2 separate regions of the Sus scrofa genome follow, and region 1 is linked to region 2. Evidence: chromatin contacts called from public Hi-C data. All regions are on one chromosome and are shown on one strand. Each heading gives the region's core, a stretch centred on a gene start, on an enhancer-like site or on the middle of the called end of the contact. The rest is flanking DNA. Distances are from core to core; before and after follow the strand shown.

Region 1 (6,301 bases), core at 2,742-5,241, 570 kb before region 2:
ACAGGGCAGAGTCTAGCTAAATGAGTGATGCTAATGTTGGTAAATTGGGTGATGGATATATTGGGGTTCACTGCAAACTGTGCGTGAGCATGTTTGAAAATTTTCATGGTAAAATTGAAGGCATGATCTATTAAACACGTATGCAACTTAGCTCTTAAACAGCCTTTTTTTTTTTTTTTGCTTTATCAGAGTTTATTATTTTATCTTGAGCAAAAAGCACCAATAAAATAAGTGTTGTTAGTGAACATTCAATGCCTTATGTCATGAAAAATGAAGTTATTTTCAGGAGATTAAGAGATGGACTAGTAGTGACCCCCTGAAGTTAGGTCCTTTTGAGAATGGAAGTAGGAGCTGCTCGGAAACAAAAGAAGAGAATGAGACAGCTGTTGGCACATGGATGAGTGGTAAGTTATTGCTTCGCCTTTTCTAGTCTGAGTTAAATAAACTAGAAACAGGAGTCGTAAATTTTATATTGCCTTGACCGTGGGGTATTCATGGAGCGTGTTTCTAAGCAGAACTGATTGATTTAAGTTCAGCCGCAGTTACTGTGGGCAGAAACTCAGCTGACTTCCTTCCTTCCCTAATCCATTCCTAAAATGTGCTCCAATTACTCATCCCACAAAGACTGTAAGCCGAGCTTGAACTTCCATATGCCACGGTTGTGGCCCTAAAAAGACCAAAAAAAAAAAAAGTTAAATGCTTGTTTCAGGATCTGGAGAACAAGTCTTCTCTGAGGCGAGAGTGGAAACAGCATACCATGGAAAGAGCACCCAACTCAATTAGAACTGTGGCTCTACTAACCAGTTATATTACTTTTGACAAATCACGCAATCTCTACAACTCTCTCCAGGCTTCTTTTTGTTTTGTGTTTAGTAGGTGAATTGTACAATCCCTTCCTACTCAGACTCTCTGAAAGAGCTCTCCCAGGACAAATACTCTGCCACTTTTTCATCATTTCATACCCAGCCTCCAGCCCACTTCTTAACATGGAAGGAACTCAATTTGTATTTAATAAAGGGAAAAAAAAAACAGATACCAAACAATGGGTTGAACTTGAGCACAACTCCAAAAACTTCTTGATCTGGAGAATTCCTGATATTTTTCTATCTCTTTGCCCTTTTTCTTTTCGAATTTAATTGTATTTCCCTCCAAAAGAGCCTCTGGCAGTGAGGCTGGCTTATATCACATATGGCCACTAGATGGCAGCATGAACCTACCGAAGAATCATTCCTAACAGCGCGCTCAGAGTAGATGCTCCAACAGAGTGTGCACAACCTAACGACACATAATGAATAATTACGGCTGCCCTGGCTGGAGTCCTTCCCTACACCCCTTCCCTTTGGCCTTGATTATGAGGAAACTATAATCGCTATTGATAGCAACAAAACTGTTCTGTTGTTTTAGCCCTAAGATACTGATTCTGATTGATTTTTGAGAATTTGCTCAACTTTTTACATTGATTTTTGACTCTCTTAAACTACTACATTAAAATATTATTTGTCTTAGTTACTGAAATTTTTGGTGCCCAAGGTGAGTGCCTTGCATTACTCTCCTCACCTTAGTCCTAAAAAAATAGGATTGTTTCTGCCTACAAAACAATTGTACAGACACCAGGAATCAGCAACGTGGGAGACTCTGAAAGCATTCGTGCACATCAGAGACCTCAGACACACAGAGCAGGAGCTCAGTAACACACATGGTTTCTGAACAAACAAGGAAAAGTGGACTCAAGAAATGAAGGCATGTGTGAAAGAGGAACTTTCCTTAGTTCTCTACCTGTTTTATGTTTACTCCCTCAGCCTCCTTTTATTACCTGTTCTTCTTCCTCTCCCCCCTTCTTTCTCCCCTCCTCCTCTAGTTGCTCCCCCTCCCCCCAGAACACCATTTGCTTCACTAGGTACTGCATCATGAGCTACCTCACACAATGCTTTTATTTGTTTTGTTTTGTTTTGTTGTCTTTTCTAGGGCCGCTTCCTGCAGCATATGGAGGTTCCCAGGCTAGGGGTCTAATGGGAGCCATAGCCGCTGGCCTACACCACAGCCACAGCAACGCGGGATCCAAGCCGTGTCTGCAACCTACACCACAGCTCATGGCAACGACGGATCCTTAACCCACTTAGCAAGGCCAGGGATCGAACGCGCAACCTCATGGTTCCTAGTCAGATTCATTAACCACTGTGCCACAACGGGAACTCCTCACACAATGGTTTTTAAAAAAAACCTCCCTTCTCTTCTCTCGCTGTTGACCTCTCTCACACAGAGAAGCTTCCCTTGGTTCTGACTCTGTCTTACTTACAGCCTAGAGGAAGCAAGAAGATGGGGGTTGCAGGAAAGAGAGAAAGGGGAGAGATTCAGAGAATGGAAAACTCAGAATCCAAGTCTCTGCTTAGGCCCCAAGCTCCTCAGGGCACAGGTCATGACTGGACTTGACACATGCCTTACACAAAACAAGTACACAATAAACATCAGTGGGTGTGGTGATTATTCGTGTTAATTAGCAGGGTGTTCTTAATAATAATGAGAGTTCATAAAATGAAGTGATTTTCAACAATGCCCTGTGAAAGACTCTTTCAAGGGCTTCACCAGATGACAGCATCCATTAATACTGTAGCTAATGCCCTTAGTGCCTCTTTCCGCTTTCCAGGAGCTTCAAGCGCTCAACTCTAGAAAAGCATGAGGTCAAGGGTAGGCGGATCCCAGGCTTCCCTGAGGACGTTCCCTGAGGCCCAGGTGATGTTCAGCTATGGGCCTGCCACAGCAACTCCTGTGGACAAGGGTGGGAGGAGGTGGTCTGCATTGTCCACCCATGTCACCTTCCCCCGCTACCTTGGCTCTGCCCTCAGATTCGCTCTGCGCCCTTCTATCCTGGGAGCTCCACCATCATGACTCTCCAGCCCCCTGGGGGTAGCCAGAGGGGTTGCTCTGGTATCAGAGGGAAGCTGTGGCCCTCTGCTCCCTCCCTGTAAGGTTACCTGCAGATGACTTTATCTCCAGAAAAACGCTGCTCCTGCTCCAAGCCAGCACAGTCTGCAAACCTCCCACCTCCCCCCACCTAGAGTTGGTCCAGCTCTGCTGCTGGCAGATTCAGGCAAGTGGGGCCCCCACCCACTTTTATTGAACTGCCTATTTATAGAACATGCTGTGGACTCAGACCCAGAATTCCCTACCTAAAGAGACCCAAGCCCACTTCCAAGGTCTATGTAGGTCTTCTTTCCATGCAGACCCAGTTCTGTCTCAGGGTGGCTGGGGTGCTGTGATTCTGGTGTGCCCACCCCTAGATCTCAGAGTGGCCAAAGAGCAGCTCTTTGTTCGACTGGGAACACAGCTTGGATACATGGCGAGGGTATCTGCACGTGAGCTGGCAAAGAAAGGGCTTTGCTGCACACACTGACCTGGGAGAGGTGAAGAGGGGGAGGGGACAGAGGCTAGCTGTCCCTCTCGACCCTGTTCTAGCAGCACGGTTGGAAGAATGCCATGATGCTGGATGCAGACCCGGCCTTCTGTGTCACTACCCAAGTACCGCATTGGTAAAGTAGGAGGAAAGAACAGTTTTATTCCACGTGTGTTAGCTTAAGCTGTAACTGAAATGTTTGTATTTGTGACTCGTGGGTCTCCCTTTGTGCTCTGCCCAAGGCGCCGCAGCTGTCAGGGGAGAACTGGGCTGGGCGCCACAGGCCCCCTGCCCTCCCAGCTCTGCCAACAGCTGCTGGCTTGAATGATCTCTGTTGGAGGGTGCCCTGTTTTCTGTCGGTGCCTTGACTGACATAGTGCAAAAGCCTGACAGTATCTGGCAATACAGGCTCTCGACTCTAAAGAAAACGTTGAGTGGGTGGAAAAGATAGAAACAAATCCTCGTGCAAAACGAACACCCCCCAAACTCACCATGGGGAAACTCCCAGCAGCCAAAGCAGGGGGGGTAAGGTCCAAGTAATGCACTTAGGGACACATATTCCTGCAAGACACAAGCACACCAAGGGCATGATGGACAGAACAGCCTGAACAGCCCCGTGGGCCGTGGCACTTGAAGGAGTCTTGGGCCACAGGGGCTACATCTGGGTCCTCTTTCTCCACAGGCTATTAAAATTCAATTTTTCAATGTTTGTGTAAGATCATTCCAAAGTTCCCATGAAGGTCTCTATGGAACTGCCACCTACCTTTCAAGTGTGATGATCTTGTGTGGACCCCTCTGAGTTGTCCTGGTTCCCAGACCTTTCTGGGAAAGTCCATAGATGTGTTCCTAGTTTGCAATGGCTATGCTTCCCCCAGCAACATTCTATGCATTGCTTTCTCCCCGTTTCTTTCATGTAGTCATATAAAAATATTGACTGAGAGCTAGTAGTTGCTACTCACTGTTGTAGGAGCTGCGGCAACAATGTTGAGACCACAATGTCCCTGCCTTCATGGAGACTTGAGTTCTAGATAACCAATACTCAAACAAATAGCCATTTTTTCAATATTTACTGAGTATCTTCAATAAGCCAGGCACTGTTCTAGGCTCTAAGGATATAACTCTCAATGAAATACAGGTTCGTGCCCGTGCGCATGCACGTACACACACACACCTGCTCCAAGGAGCTTACATACTAGGATGGGAGATAGACAATAAACAAAGGTAAAAAAGCAAAATACACAGTATATGACTTGCGCTATGTTCCCCAGAATGCGTAACGGAACTGAGGCAAAAGCTGATGGCTGGCACTTTCTTTGAGAGTAAAATCCAGATAAGCAAGAATGAGAGGAAAGAGGATGAGGCAGGGAAGGAAGAAGCAAATACAAGGGAATGGGTGACCAAGCTGGCTCTGGCCTCATAAAAACACAGCCAATTACTCAGTCTCATGCAAAGTCTTATGAATTACTTTGTCTCAGAACAATTCATGTAAAGGAAGAAGTACAGCAGATTAAAAAAGCCACAATTTGAATATAAATTGGTGCATCCACTATGGAAAACAGTATGGAGGTTCCTCAAAACACTAAAAATAGAACTACCATATGATCTGGCAATTCCACTCCTGGAATATATCCAAAGAAAAGAGAAACACTAATCCAAAAATATACATGCAGCCCAGGATTCATAGCATTATTTACAATAGGCAAGATGTGGGAGCAACCTAAGTTTAAGATTAAGCAACCTAATCTCCTTCAACAGATGAATGGATAAAGAAAATGTGAGACAGATACACACACATACCATGCCACACTGGAGTACTATGCAGCCATAAAAAGAATAATATTCTGCCATTTGCAACAAGGTGGATGTACTTAGAGGGTATTATATTTAGTAAAATAAGTCAGACATAGGAAGACAAATGCTGTATGATATCACTTTTAGATTTGGAATCTAAAAAATAAAACAGACCAGTGTATATAACTAAACAGAAACAGACTCATAGAGAACAAACTAATGACTATAAGTAGGGAGAGGGAAGGAGGAGAGGAAGACAGGGGTAGGGAGTTAAGAGACACAAACTACTGTGTGTAAAATAAGCTACAAGGAGATATTGTACAACATAGGAAATAGAGCCAATATTTTGTAATAACTTTAAATGGAATGTAATTTATAAAAATATAGAATCACTGTTTTATACTTGAAACTAATATTATTATAAATCAACAATACTTCAATGAAAAAAAACAGCCATAACTTTTCTGACATTCCTCCCCCTGAGAGCCAGAGCCTATGTCCCCTCTCATGAATCTGGATGGGAATTCAACTCTTTGACGGAAAGAATGTAGCAGAAGTGACCCTGTACCAGGTTCTAGGTCTAGGCCCTAAGTGATTGGCCACCTCTACTTCCTGGCTCTTGGAATGCTTGCTCTTTAAGCCAGAGACCATGCTATGGGAAACTCAAGCAATCTTGCAGAAAGGCCTCTCATACAGAGGAACCAAGCCTCCCAGCCAAGAGCCAGCACCAACCTGCCAGGAATGCGAGCAAGCAAATCTGAAGGTGGATCCTCCAGGCCCAGGGCAGCAGAGATAAGTCACTCCCATAACCCCTGGCCAGATTACACTTTCAAGAGCAAAAGAAGTAATTATTTTAAACCCTTAAGGAGGTTGTTACTCAGCAATATATAAACAGAATAGGAAGGAAGAAAAATTTAGCCACAGGCTCTTGTGATGTATTAGACTCTTCCCCAAGAACTATTAACCCCACTGTCTGACAGTTGTGCCATCCAGCTTCTCCAGGTAGCTGCAAGAGAGGCGGGTCCCACCACAGAAACAGCAGCCTTGGTGGCCCATGAGCCCAGCACAGGGGTTTCCCCAGGGTTCTCCACTGCCCTGCTGCAGCCTGCAGCTTTAGGG
Region 2 (6,508 bases), core at 1,224-3,723:
GGCTAGGCATCAAATTGGAGCTGCAGCTTCAGGCTTCTCCACAGCCATGGCAACACTGGATCTGAGCCACATGCAAACAGCATCTGTGACCTATGCCACAGCTCACCACAGCTTGCTGCAATGCTGGATCCTTAACCCACTAAGCAAGACCAGGGATCAACTCATATCCTCACAGACACTATGTCTGGGAACTCCAGATAAAAAGTAATCTTTACAAAATTCTTCACCATAAAGCTTTGAAAATAGCCAAAATGCTGCTTTTTACACATTATAATAATACAATGAAATACCATGTAATTGTTAAAATAACAGGAATGTGTGCTACATTGATATATAGAAATGTGTTTGAAACATCATTAAGGGTCAAATAAAATCTTATTTCATTGGACTTTTGGAGATAAAAATGATTACGTGATGGCTCAGTTGTGAACTAAAGGAAGTGCAGTTCCTTTCGCTAGTGATAAAAGAAATTGTTTACGGATATATGCACCATATTCATTCATTTTTTCAGTCATCAGTTCTCAACAGGACTACTGCAATACTCTCCTGAGTAACAGGCTTCCCCCTATTCTTGCTTTTAGTAAGACCATTTTCCTCAAAGCAGCCATAGTAACCCATCAAAAACACAAACTTATGTCAAGCTTCTCCTTTGACTTGTCCATTTGATTATTTGATTCTCTTTGGTTACCTATAAAATAAAATCAAAATTCCCTTTGTGTGGCATATAAAACCCATTAACTGTCTCCTGCCTCCTTTATAGCTTAGTCTTCTTTCAAATGTTATATTCTAGTAAATCTCAACTGCTTTGTGTTTCTTCAAGTTCATGCCACAGTTTCATGATTCTGTGATATTGCTCATGCTTTTCCCTTTTCCTAGCACACGCTCCCCACCTTTTTTTTATCTCTCTTATGCATATTCATTCTTCAAGACAGCTCAGACAGCATTCTCCAAACCGAGTTAGAAGCCCCTTCTTGGGTTTCTATAATATCCTATGCTTACTTCCATATTAGCAGCTACCAAATCAAATTGAAATTATCTGTTTATGTCTTCCACCTTAAGCCTTAAGTGTCTTTAGGGCAGAGGCCATGTTTAGTCAGCTTGTGTACCCAGACAGCATCTAATATTGTGCCTCCAATATAGCAGGCAGTTATTAAGTATAATGAGTACTTAATAAATAATCTCCCAGGCACGGCAACAGGGACAAGTGAACTTCAGATATTCTACTACTGCCATCCAGGAGCTCACAGCCCATCTTACAAAAGAGGACATGAAAAATGACAGCCATGAAAGCACTAGGAATAGTCAAATGAGTCACACGAGGTTAGCGTCTGCTGTCTTTTTAGCCAAATTTACCCAAAAATTCCTTACCACCAACCACACTCATCCTTGAGACTATGAAATTTTCCTCTGTTAAAAATATTTCTAAAAAGTAAACTATTTCGAGACGAGTAAGCAGAAGGAAGGGACAAGCGGTCACATCAATCTACAGACTAAATAATCTACCCCCCTTTGAGAGTTCTCATGTGACCTCGTCTATATAACCAAAATATCTCTTCAGGCTTGTGTTTAAAAATCTGAAATGTGATCAAGGTTTATTTTGTGAATAACAGGAATGGTGGCAGAACCATTTCCTTTTTATTACTACTCTCAACTCTGTTTTATAATGTTAGCACATTAACAAATTAATGGTATTCACCAGGCGTACTGTTAAGATATGAGATAAGATTATCTCATTCGACCTTCATAACACGCTTATGAAGTAAGTACTATTATTAGCTCCATTTTATAGGGGAGGAAACTGAAACTTGAAGAGGTCCAGTAACTTGCCCAATATCACGTCTCTAGTTGGCACTAGAGGCAGGATTTGAATCCAGGAAGTCTGATTCCAGGGCTCCCAGTTTTGATGAGTGCACCATTCTACCTGACCTGTAAATAGTAAAGTACCCATTGCAGTAAATACCCATTACAATTATAAATTGTTCTTGACTTCAGGTAAATGGCAATTTCTAAGACTGAATGAATCAAATTGTCACTTTTGTTGTTGTTTTCTTTTAATTAAGGATGCTCTGGGACTTGTGGAAGTGTTTATTAGTTATTATCATAAACCTTCTAATAGTATTTTAAACTTAAAGAAGTTTAGGGAAACTAATTACCCCACATTACTCTCTCTCTCCTTTGTGATTAAATGAAGTCTTTTATTATAATATTTCATACAAACTTTTATATGTGGCAGTTTTAACTAGCATATGATTTTTCCAGCAAAAACGAAACTTCATGTGGAAAGAAATCCTGAAGAGAGCTATCTAAAAACTAAAAGTGGGTTGTTGTTTTTTTTAACTTTAACGTGTCTCCTTTTAGACTCCAGAAACAGTTTTCTCATAAAGCTGACTTCCTTTCTGGAAATGATTTTTGTTTCCAACCATGTTGAGAATCCATTTCTCTCTCCCTCTATTTCTCTCTCTCTCCCCCCCCCCCAACCCCTCTCTCTCTCTCTCTCTCTGTCTGTGTCTCCCTCTGTCTCTCTCTCTGTCTGTCTGTCTCTCTCTCTCCCTTCTTGCTTGGTAGTAACTAGGAAGAAGGAGGGGTGGGCACAGGAAAAAGGGAAAAGAGAAAACAGAAAAAGAATTGCATGCCACTATGTCTGAATATATCCTCTACTTGTAGATAATTCCATCTAATTTGCACTTTTGTCTTTTTATTTCCGTTTTTGGACACCTCCTTTATCATCCAGCCAACTGGGATAGACAAAGCACTGTTGGTGCCCTGAGCGACAGAACTCTGGTAGGGGGCTGGCTGTAAATTGACGTGGCATGGAAATTCTTCGCTAAGTTGTAGCAGCTTGCATGTTTCTCCTAAGAGCAAGCCCAGCCTCCCGGAGCTGTAGCTTAATCATCATGGGTTCAACGACTTTACAGAAAAATGGATAGAAGTCTTCTGCTCCTTTCTTTGGACTCAAATGTTTTCTTTTTGAATATCTATGATTTAGCTGAAAAAATCAAAGCAGTTAAGTCTGTAACTTTCTTTTTGCAGCTTAAACAACAGAATTTGCTGCTCTCCCTCCCCTATCCTGCAATTTAATTCCTTACAGATTTTGCCATGGGGTGCGGACTTAGAAAGCTAGAAGACCCTGATGATAGCAGCCCTGGAAAAATATTTTCTACCCTGAAGAGACCGCAAGTGGAAACAAAGGCAGAATTTGCTTACGAATATGTATTGCTGGATTTTACTTTACAAGGTACTTTTTGCTTCTTTTTATTTGTTTAATGAAAGATTTCAAAGATAAGGGACTACTGGTTTTTTTAAGTATTGGTTCGTGAATTTTTAAACTGCCCTTCATAATCAGATTGTACAGTCAATCTAACAGTAATGCTTTGTTTCTTCCACTCTGAAAGATTTTTGTTTTGTTTGCTTTGTTTTTTTGTAAATTTGGTTCTTATGTACTTTATAAAATTAGAAAAAGTTCTTGGAAATATGTCTTTCATTTTTAAATCAAGTGCTTATTTGTAGAAGGATATATGAAAAAGATTTGATTTCCAAGCCAAACAGCTATACCCTTAATGACAGTCTGTGTTTTGAAAAAAGATCTGCAAGGCACAAGAAGGTAGCATACAAGAAATATTACTTGCATCATGTAGACGAGTGTTTGCTAAGACAATTCCGAGGTTTCCAGCTATGGTTAAATGTTCTGATTGTGCTAGTCACTTGATATTTTTGACCAAACTAAACTTGAAGTTTGAAAATACAGTAAAAAAGAAAAAAGGGGGGAAAAAATAGTCTTCTGTAAGACACTTCCTTTGCTTGGTGCCTAACAGAGAAACTCCCTGTTCCAGAAAGTTGGAAACACAAATAAACAAGCCCAGATGGCAGCCCTGTGCAAGGAACAGAGGCAGCTCTACTTCACAAATACTTTGCCTCACTTCTTTGGGAAACTTCAGAGTTCTGTACAACCACAATGATAAAACTGCATTTTTTTAAAAGAGCAGAACTATGTCTTTAATTACAGGATACTAAGAATGAAATTTCGAGTGTCTTGCTTGCTGTTAGAATTTCCAGATGTCAGTATCTTAAGCTCTTATTACGAAGTTATACTTTTAATTCTAATAAGCCACAAATTTTATCAGTTAATAGAAGGCTTATACTAAGTAAATTATCATACTGGATATTATGTTAATTTCTTTTCAACTTAAACACAAATTCTCTATTTTTTGGTTGCTCTATGAACAGTGCATCTTTGTGCAAGAGCAGCCCATTTTTCTTTGTCAAAAACTGAGCTAGCCAGCAAGGAAACTTCCTTCCAGAGACATACACAGTCTGTACATATACTTTTAAAACATTCACATTTCCATTTTTTTCTAAGGCTAAGTCTACAAATGGGAAAAATATAAATATTCCTAATTTTCTTTTTAATTATGAAATTTAAAAGTAGATTAAGATAATGGTGATGATCAGAGAAGCAGCCACTCAAATGAATTTTTTATACTTTTTCAAAAACCATCATTTGAGAAAATATTTGTGATATGGTGCTATGTTTTCTCCATTGATCCTTGTAAATTATTTTTTAGGACAAGTTTCTATAAATCCACAGGACACAAACATACTTTCCTTTCCCTCAAAACCTTGTCTGTTCATAAAGTTTATGCCAGAGCCATTTTGCTCTCATTTACTCACCGTCCCTATAGGTTTTAAAGTAATTTGATTTTTTTTAAATTTATTTCCTCCAAACAGTATTAGCAATCTCAAATTTGTATAAATGCAGCCATTTTTGAATCAGCAATCCTTGAAGTCATTTCAGTTTTGTTATTATCAGAAGCCCTTCTGTCTGTGAAAGGAGTGAAATTTCAACCTTCCATTCTAGGAGCTAGAATATTACACTATAAAGTATAAATATGGGCATAGCTTGCAAATGTGAACACAGAAAGCAGGCACACATTTTAAAGTTGCACCTGGATTCTATTTGGTCCTGGCGCCAAGTCTCCTGGTGCCCCTTTTTTCTCTCCAATTCTTCCACATGTTTTTTGTTTTGTTTTTGTTTTTGCCTTTGCCTCAAAAGCCAAGACTCTGTCCGCCCAGCTTCACAAACCAACTTCCTCTTTGTCTCTGACTCCCACCTACTCCTCCAGTGTGTAGAGAAATGAGTCCACGGGGTTAAAACATGCCAGCCGTCTTCACTGAACGCTGGCCCTTCTGCCCTGGGGTTACCATGAAGAGTACTCAATAGTGGCACCTCCTTCCTCTCAGAGACCACGTGCAGGGAACAACCTTTCAGGAAGCAAAATGGGCTAGTGACACCTCGTTTTCCTCTGTTTTTCTAAACAGAGGACATGGGACAGAGAGTCAAGTCCCAGTGGGGCAAGAGGAGACCATTTAGAATTTCCAGGGCCCTGTGTTATGGTGGCTATAATTATCTTCAACAATTATTTATTTTCCATTCAATTCCATTCCCTCCCTCCCTCTCTCTTTCTCTTTCTGTGTGTGTGTGCCTTTCCCACACTTTTTTGGGAGGTGGAGGGGAAGACTTTGAGCCATTTTTTATATATCTCTGTGGGAGAAATAATAATTAATCATTGAACACATAAGTTCTGGAGTCAAGTTCCTCAGTTTGTACTCACTAACTTGGCAAGTTTATAGACTTTGCTCTTCCTTAGTTTCCACAGCTGTAAAATGGGAGTTCTGATGGCATTTACATAACAGCGTTGTTTTAAGTATTAAAGGAGATAATACAAGATAATCTTTTTCCAAAAGTCCCTGGCACTCAGTAAGCACTTATTAAAAGTTAATTACTAACCATTCTGGCTTTATGCAGGGTCTACCAACCACACTAGTGAGATTTCAGCGCAATTTTTATGATAAATTTTCTGGATTATTGTATAGTTTTATATATATATATATGATGTGTGTGAGTATATATATATGTGCATGTTATAGAACTTCTTTAGTGAAAATTAAATTAACTCTTCAAATGATCCAGAAAGTTTGGTTCACCTTTTTGTACAATCCCAGAAAACAATCTAAATAACCATAGCCCTCAGGATTTTCAGAGCATGTATATCTTTATGATTAAGAAGAAATTTCTGTAATATTAAAAACCGAAGAGAAGGACAGATGGTAGCTTCCTTATTTGACTTTCTAATAGAATAATGTAAAACATATTGAGTAAAATTTTTCTGGCCCCTAGCTTGCTTTCCTACTATTAGGACAAAAAACTCTTATTGTCTTTTATTATCACTATTACCGTAATAAATACATCGATGTATGTATTCTGTAGAAGATGCTGATATATAGTGAAAAATACAAAAGATAATAAAACATGGTTTCTGCCCTCTAGTATCTTTTATTCTAACTGGTCAAACTGGAAAATATTGTGAACTCCTCAAGGTCAGAAACTATGCCACGTCTACCTTTGCATAGTTGTGTTTGCACAGTGTTTGGCACATGACCAATGGCCAGTAAGTTGTGGTGAATTAATGAATGAAAGATTACAGTACAAGGAGTTCCTGTTGTGGCTCAG

What was found. Hi-C and Micro-C count contacts between places; a contact is called where the count stands out from the background.
Region 1: a Hi-C map of fetal skeletal muscle shows a contact between it and region 2, with 5 times the contacts expected there. The contact joins the enhancer-like site here to the promoter of RFTN2 in region 2. A contact is called at or near these places in 1 of 47 Hi-C or Micro-C datasets (fetal skeletal muscle) and 2 of 2 datasets of contacts at active chromatin or transcription factors (alveolar macrophages and skeletal muscle).

What each region holds. Positions count from the first base shown.
Region 1 is chr15:102,067,126-102,073,426 of Sscrofa11.1, reverse strand. PLCL1 (inactive phospholipase C-like protein 1) reads right to left here. Exons shown (of 9, transcript XR_002339304.1): 6 at 3,883-3,952. Among named protein-coding and RNA genes, the nearest start is that of PLCL1, 450 kb to the right of the region's middle. Within about 2 kb of position 3,991, at least 8 of the 83 cell types and tissues checked have an H3K27ac peak or open chromatin away from gene starts, as enhancers often do. A contact at or near this core is called in fetal skeletal muscle, where this site is marked.
Region 2 is chr15:101,496,891-101,503,398 of Sscrofa11.1, reverse strand. It overlaps RFTN2 (raftlin-2), which reads left to right and starts at 2,473. Exons shown (of 9, transcript XM_021075725.1): 1 at 2,473-3,235. The coding sequence starts at 3,097.